Regions from separate parts of the Mus musculus genome. Here region 2 is linked to region 1. Evidence: chromatin contacts called from public HiChIP or PLAC-seq data. All regions are on one chromosome and are shown on one strand. The core of a region is the stretch at or near the end of the contact, and the rest is flanking DNA. Distances in the headings are between cores, read along the strand shown.

Region 1 (3,018 bases), core at 378-2,877:
TCTCTCCCCTTCTCTCCTCTCTCCTCTCCCTCCCACCTCCCTCCTCTCTCTCTCCCTCCTTCTCTTCCCTCCCCTCTCTCCCTACCCACCTCTTTCTGTCTGTTCTAAGTCCTTGAGGACTTAGAAAGGACATTTAGTACATTGTCTGAACTAGAACATGCGTTGCTTCTTTTACTTTTGGAAGAATCTCACCATTCCCTTAAAGACCTCGGTTGAACACGGAAGGGCAGGAAGAGGTGATGGGTGCGGGGTCCGGGGTGTGTGTGCATGCGCGCGCGCGCGCGCGCGGCGGGGACGGAGGGGGGGGGGATCCGGGCTGTGCAACTGGATCCGAATCCTTGCCCTACAGTCCAAGGACCCAGGGGGCGGGATGCTAAATCAGCCACTTCACCTATGACAGGTAAGTAGGCAGCTGCGCAGAACAGGAGGCAGCAGCGGTCCCAGGAACCTCTCTACCTATGCAGCCAGAGCTAGCGCTGAAGGCGCCGCTAGCGAGGCACTAACCAGGACCACACACCCACCCAGAGTTCAAAGCGCGCGCGCGCGCCTTTTGGCGCCCGGGTGATAGATAGTATGAGGGGAACCTCGGGTAGGGCTTTCTCCTGAGCCCAGGACCATCAGGTCACACAAACTTCCCGTGACACACCCTGCAGCGGGTCAAGGGTTTTAATGGGGGGGTACCCGGGAAGGAGGTGCGGTCTCTGGAGCCTCACCCTGCATTTGCGTCCGTCCACTGTCTCCTCCTCGAAGCCCTCTCCGACCTTGAAGTTGATCTCCGTGGTGCGCACAGTAGTGGATGTCTTGATGTAGAACTGATCCCCGTCTTGGCGGATCTCCACGTGCGGCTTAGACGCAGCCGCCACGGCCACCTTCCTCAGCATGGCGTTCACACCTGCGCAAGGAAGCATAGATTCGGGTCTCTGGTCCTCACCCACTGGTCTCCCCCAGACCTGTTTGGCACTTCCCAAATCCTCTGGCTTTAGACGGGGCTCTTAAATTAGTCCCACTTGTCTCTTTCCTCCCTTGGGTTTTAGAGAAGAAAACCCGAGGCTTAAAGTCGGCAAGCGGCTTTCCTGAGTTACCCAGGGCTTTCATGGCAAGATCTGGTCTTTTAAAAGCCCCAGTTTAAAGTCCCTGCTCTTCACTGTGATCTAGCACGAGATAAAGATGGGACCGTCGAGAAAGGCGCCAAATGTCCAGCAAACGTTAGTTGAACTCCCTGGGGCTGGAGCCCGCTCTCCTCTGCGACCTGGGTTTGGGGGGTGGGGGAACCTCAAAGGAAACAGAGATTCATCACTCCGTTGACTCCCTCCTGCCTGAACCTACCCAGGCCACCCTCTCTGGGACCCGGGCGCCTCGCAGCTGCTTCTAACAGACCGGACATACTCTCTGTACCAGCTTACCCAACGCCTTGAGGAGCTCGTCGAAATTCTCGCTGCTGCGCATCTTCCAGGTACCGGCGAAGTTGGGCATGGTGGCAGTGGTGTTGGCTGTAGCGGCGGCGCGAAGGCAGGGGCAGGCACCCACCTCTGCTGCGGAGCGGTCGCACGCTGCGTTGCAGAGAGACTGGCGTTCTGCGCCCAGCCGCAAGCGCCTTGAGTCGCTAGGGTAGCGCCCCCCCCCTTCTGGGGCCCCGCCCTCAAGTCCCGCCCCTGCCCTGCGTGCACGAGGGGCGGGGGGTGGCCCACGAGGGGTGAGCCCGACTCCCCGCCCTAAGGCGCCCCTCACCATTCCTCATCTTCTCAGCCACTAGTGATGCAACTTGGAACTTGCTCTCCCCTGGTGCCTCCTCCACCACGCCGCCCACATTCTGTTTTAAACTGGGTGGTAGGAGAGGGTTTAATGAAGCTAGGTCGGCCTGGAGGAGATACATGAGGCTAGCTAGGTAGTGGGGATTCAGGGGAACGCGACATTCTTTCTCTACTTTTGCCTATGTTTGAAAATATCTGTTAGTAGTAAGGCCATAGGCATGGAAGCCACTTTCTTTCCACCCATACTTTCTGGCTGCCACTAGCCGGTCGAATTTGCTCTGTTCGGCTTTTCAGTTAGCATATGGAGGACCAATTAGAGTGGCGGGAAAGGCCCAGCCCCTACCCTTGCTTATCCCGGGCATGGAGGCACGGAGGTACCAAGGCAGGTTCAAACGGGTGCTGGAAACCAAGCCTCTCATGCAGGTTTTCTGCTTAAGTTAGAAGGGAGCCCAGACCAACACCGTCCCTTTGTTGTTGCCTAAGGGACGGAACAAGCAAAATGCAGGGAAATGCGGCAGCTTATTTTGTAAAATTGCGGGTTTGAGCTCTGCAGTCCTACTGGGAAGGCCTAGCAAGAAAGCCTAGCTCCTGCCTTTGCTCTAACAGATCTGAAAATCAACGCCAGAGCCCAGAGTCTCCACTAAGGAGTGTACACACAGGTCCCTGTGCCTTACCAGCTTTCAGACCTCAACATTTCCTTGCAGCCTCTTTCCACTGTTTCACCATTGCTACACCTCAGCCAAACTGCCCAATTCAGGATCTTAGAACCTGCCACGGGTGGCTCCATATCAGCCGTTGACCATGCTGCTCGAGGTCCCCAAAGGTCACTTTTCCTTCATGGGCTGAAAAAAAAAAAAGCTTGCCCACTCCTCATGACACAGGTGTTGTAAAATTCTGTTTAGGTCCTAAGCAGATTACTTTCCTCGGAATTGACAGGATTCCTTCTGGTCCAGTCTTCCCTGTGAAAATAGGCCATTTAGAGCTCAGCGATCAAAGTTGATCAATGCACCCTCATTTCCTCAGGCTCAGCCAGGTGGGGCTCAGAAGTGAATCGATTCTCAAAAGATGCAGATGTTCTGAAGCCTAGAGGTGATTGTGGGGTGAGGATTCCCCGAGGACCTGGGGTTGGTTCATGCTGAATGCTGCTAACAGAAGAGGGCCTCTGTACTTCTAGAAGGGACTGCAATTGGTCTTCTGCCCAGGGGCCCTGAGAAGCCATCTAAGACAGATGAAGACAAGAGAGTGGAGAGGGGCCATCATGGGCTGG
Region 2 (3,018 bases), core at 274-2,773, 99 kb before region 1:
ATTAAATACATTCCATCAAATACATTAAGTACATTAACTACAGTTACCAAGAACCTTATTCAAAGAGAAAACACCCAAACTTTTGCTCAGCAGAACTCTGTGTGTGATGGAAAGCTGATGGGAATATTGCACATTTGCATTACCCTGCGGGGCAGCTACGAGGGCCACCTTGAACCATGGAGGCAGTGATGGAGGTGCTGACTGTCCCATACCACAGACACAAGACTCGTCTCCACGGGACTGCAAGGGGACAATTCTAAACCTCGACTCTTGTCAAACAGAAACTAGTGAGACAGACAGCTTTCTACCTTGCCTGTTGACACAGGGTGTTGTCACTGTATCCCAGAGTGGACTTAACCTCACTGGGCAACCCAGGAGAGCCTGCAAGTAGAGGCAATAATCGCCCATTCTGTCTCCTGAATGCTGGGATTACAGCATTACCCACCCAATGGCTTTTCAATCTTAGAAATGTTAAATGTCTGCAAAGAGACCATAAGAATGGTTTAAATGATGTACAAGCATTCAGAAATCGTGCCCTGAACATGCTTAAGTACAGAGATAATGCTTTGACAAAACCATTGTTAGAGGTTCAAAAGGCAATTAAAAATCCAACAACAGAACACTAAAGATGATTTTTAAAGTGACCATCAAAATATCTAGGTAAACTGGCACATTAGATTCTACTAAGAGATATACCCTTAATGGTTATGCACTAATTGAATATGCCCCCACTCTCAGTGTTGTGAGAAAGGGTGAGGTAGATAAAAATTCATTATGCGGCCTCATTACTTGGATGGGTGAGACCCTTAAACATTGCTCTAAGATCTTCTTCCAAAACCAGAAAAGACAAGCACAGTCCATTCAGAAAGAACAGTGTTTTTCTTTTGTGGAGGGAGGTGGATGGGGGAGGAGACTGCAACAAATGATCTGGGAACCGGCTAACGTTCAGCCTCGACAGCCCCTCCACTTCCAGGAGCAAAGAAAGGGAGATCCCAGGATGCTGGGTAGAAGGATCAGCCAGCAGAGTGAAAGCCAAACAAGGGAGCCAGGTCTTCCGACACTCAATGCTCACAAAAGGGGGGCGGGCAGAGAAAGACGTGGGCTTGTCCCTGCCCCAGCAGTTCCTCCTGGGGGCCTGGAGGCTGCAGCCAACAAGCAGCGGGCCCCGGCCAGGGGCGGAATTAGCGCTCCGCTGAAGAGCGGGACGCGCGGGCGGGGACGCCCGGCCTTCGCGGCCTCCGCCCCGAGGGGAGAGAACGACCAAGCCCTGAGGGCCCGACCGCCCCCCCGGGTGACCGTAAGCAGAGCACAGCGAGGGCCACGGATGTACAGCAGCGCACGCCACCAGCCGCCAACGCTAAGGCGGCGGCCGGGAACTGACCTGCACTTGGGGAGTCCATCGCCGGAGACCATATTATCCCTGCGGGGAGGGGGCCAGCGGGGGAAGGAGGGGGAGGCCAGGCCGGGAAGAGAGGGAGGAAGACGGGCGGACGGGCAGGGGAAAGGAGGAAGGAAGCAGTCTCGCGCAGGCACCGCGAGAGCCGCAGAGCTGGCCCGGGGTCCGCGCTCGCGGGATTTGCCGGCTAACTCTCGCGAGATCCTCGGACCGGCGAAACAAAGAAAGAGCGGGGCGGAGCCAGCGGGTAGGCGGGTCTCTGCGCAGCCTCTGTTGTTCTCCAGAGCTGGAGGTGGGGGGGCGGAACCCTGGGAGGTTAGTAACTTTGACAACGGGACGCCATAGGTTCCGTTACTTTCTTGTGGGCCCAAAAGTATACCGTGAGGTTTTGAGGTCCCGCGATGTCTGCAGGACTGTCTTGTAGGAAAGAGCCAGGATTGGGACTCAAGTTCTCCCTGCATGGTAAAGCCTTGTGTTAAGCCGTGATGTAATGAGGCGCCCACTCGTGCATTCTCAAGAGAACAAGGCCGGGTTAATGGGACACATAGGCAATCGACTAATTGAATGAATTAAAATGTCCATACTTTCCTATAACTTCAACCTTTCTCTTCCCAGGAGCAGTTAAACGTGATGGTGTCCTAAGTTTCTCTCTGGCCCCGCCAGGGAGAGTCCTTATGTCTTCCCTGTCTTGTCTTTTGGTTAGCGGACTCTTTGGAGTTGTCTGGTTTGCCCTTTTCTTCCCCACTCCTATCCCTTCTCAGACTGGTTTCCACTTCCAAAAATGCCTGTGATAAAGGTAGGCATAACTATTTGCTAATACCCCAGCTCTTGCTTTAACTGTTTGTTTAGTATGTTTGCTAAGACAAACTGTATTAGCTTCCATAATTCCAAAACTATTCTGTACTTCCTGGCCTCCAAGCCTGCTTCATCCCAGTCTCCTCTACCAGGGCCTTTCTCTGCCCAGCTATTAAGTGTACTGTCATTAACTCTATCTCGTGACATGAGCTTTGCACCAGATTTCATTTCCTCTGGCTCATTCATCTGTCTATTGGCTCCAGCTATCCGTTCATAAGCTGATGCTCTCTAGCCTACCTACAACTCAAACCCATCTCCTAAGCTTAGAGGAATATATCCTAACGCTTGTTACCACAGGCATCTCCTATGCAAAACCACCACCACAACCACTGCCACCCAAGCCAGTGACTGAGTCCTTATGTGTCTGTCACCTACACCAGCGAATGCCACCGCCTAAGCACATACCAGCACGCTATCCTTGGCTCCTCTCTTCCATTACTGTTTAGAAGTCCACTTGATCCACTGGCTTCCTGACCTTAACAACTGTGACAGTCTTCTCAGAAAGTCTCAAGGGCATGACTATTCTCGAAATCATCTCCATGAAACTGAAACAAACTAGGAAGGACACAGTAACCAAACTCACATACCAAGAAACTGAGTCTGGATTTGCGATGCATTCAGATGGAAGCAAGAGCTCACGTATAACTTCATTGTTCACGAGGCTGAACTGAATAGTTCTGCTTCTCTTGAAACAACACTCCTGTACACCGTTGGCTAACCCTTACTCACTCTTTCAAGACTTGGGCTTTTCTTTTTATGTTTTAAAG

What was found. HiChIP or PLAC-seq counts read pairs in DNA pulled down with a chosen protein or histone mark.
Region 2: an H3K4me3 HiChIP or PLAC-seq map of embryonic stem cells shows a contact between it and region 1, with 18 read pairs. The contact joins the promoter of Ireb2 here to the promoter of Crabp1 in region 1. A contact is called at or near these places in 1 of 39 promoter capture datasets (macrophages), 2 of 484 Hi-C or Micro-C datasets (embryonic stem cells and nephron progenitors), 6 of 115 datasets of contacts at active chromatin or transcription factors (bone marrow-derived macrophages, embryonic stem cells, intestinal crypt epithelium and 1 more) and 2 of 9 other capture datasets (adipose tissue and liver).

Annotation. Positions count from the first base shown.
Region 1 is chr9:54,763,357-54,766,374 of GRCm38.p6, reverse strand. It overlaps Crabp1 (cellular retinoic acid binding protein I), which reads right to left and starts at 1,627. Exons shown (of 4, transcript NM_013496.3): 1 at 1,404-1,627; 2 at 714-892. The coding sequence starts at 1,473.
Region 2 is chr9:54,862,260-54,865,277 of GRCm38.p6, reverse strand. Ireb2 (iron responsive element binding protein 2) reads right to left here and starts at 1,523. Exons shown (of 22, transcript NM_022655.3): 1 at 1,382-1,523. The coding sequence starts at 1,400.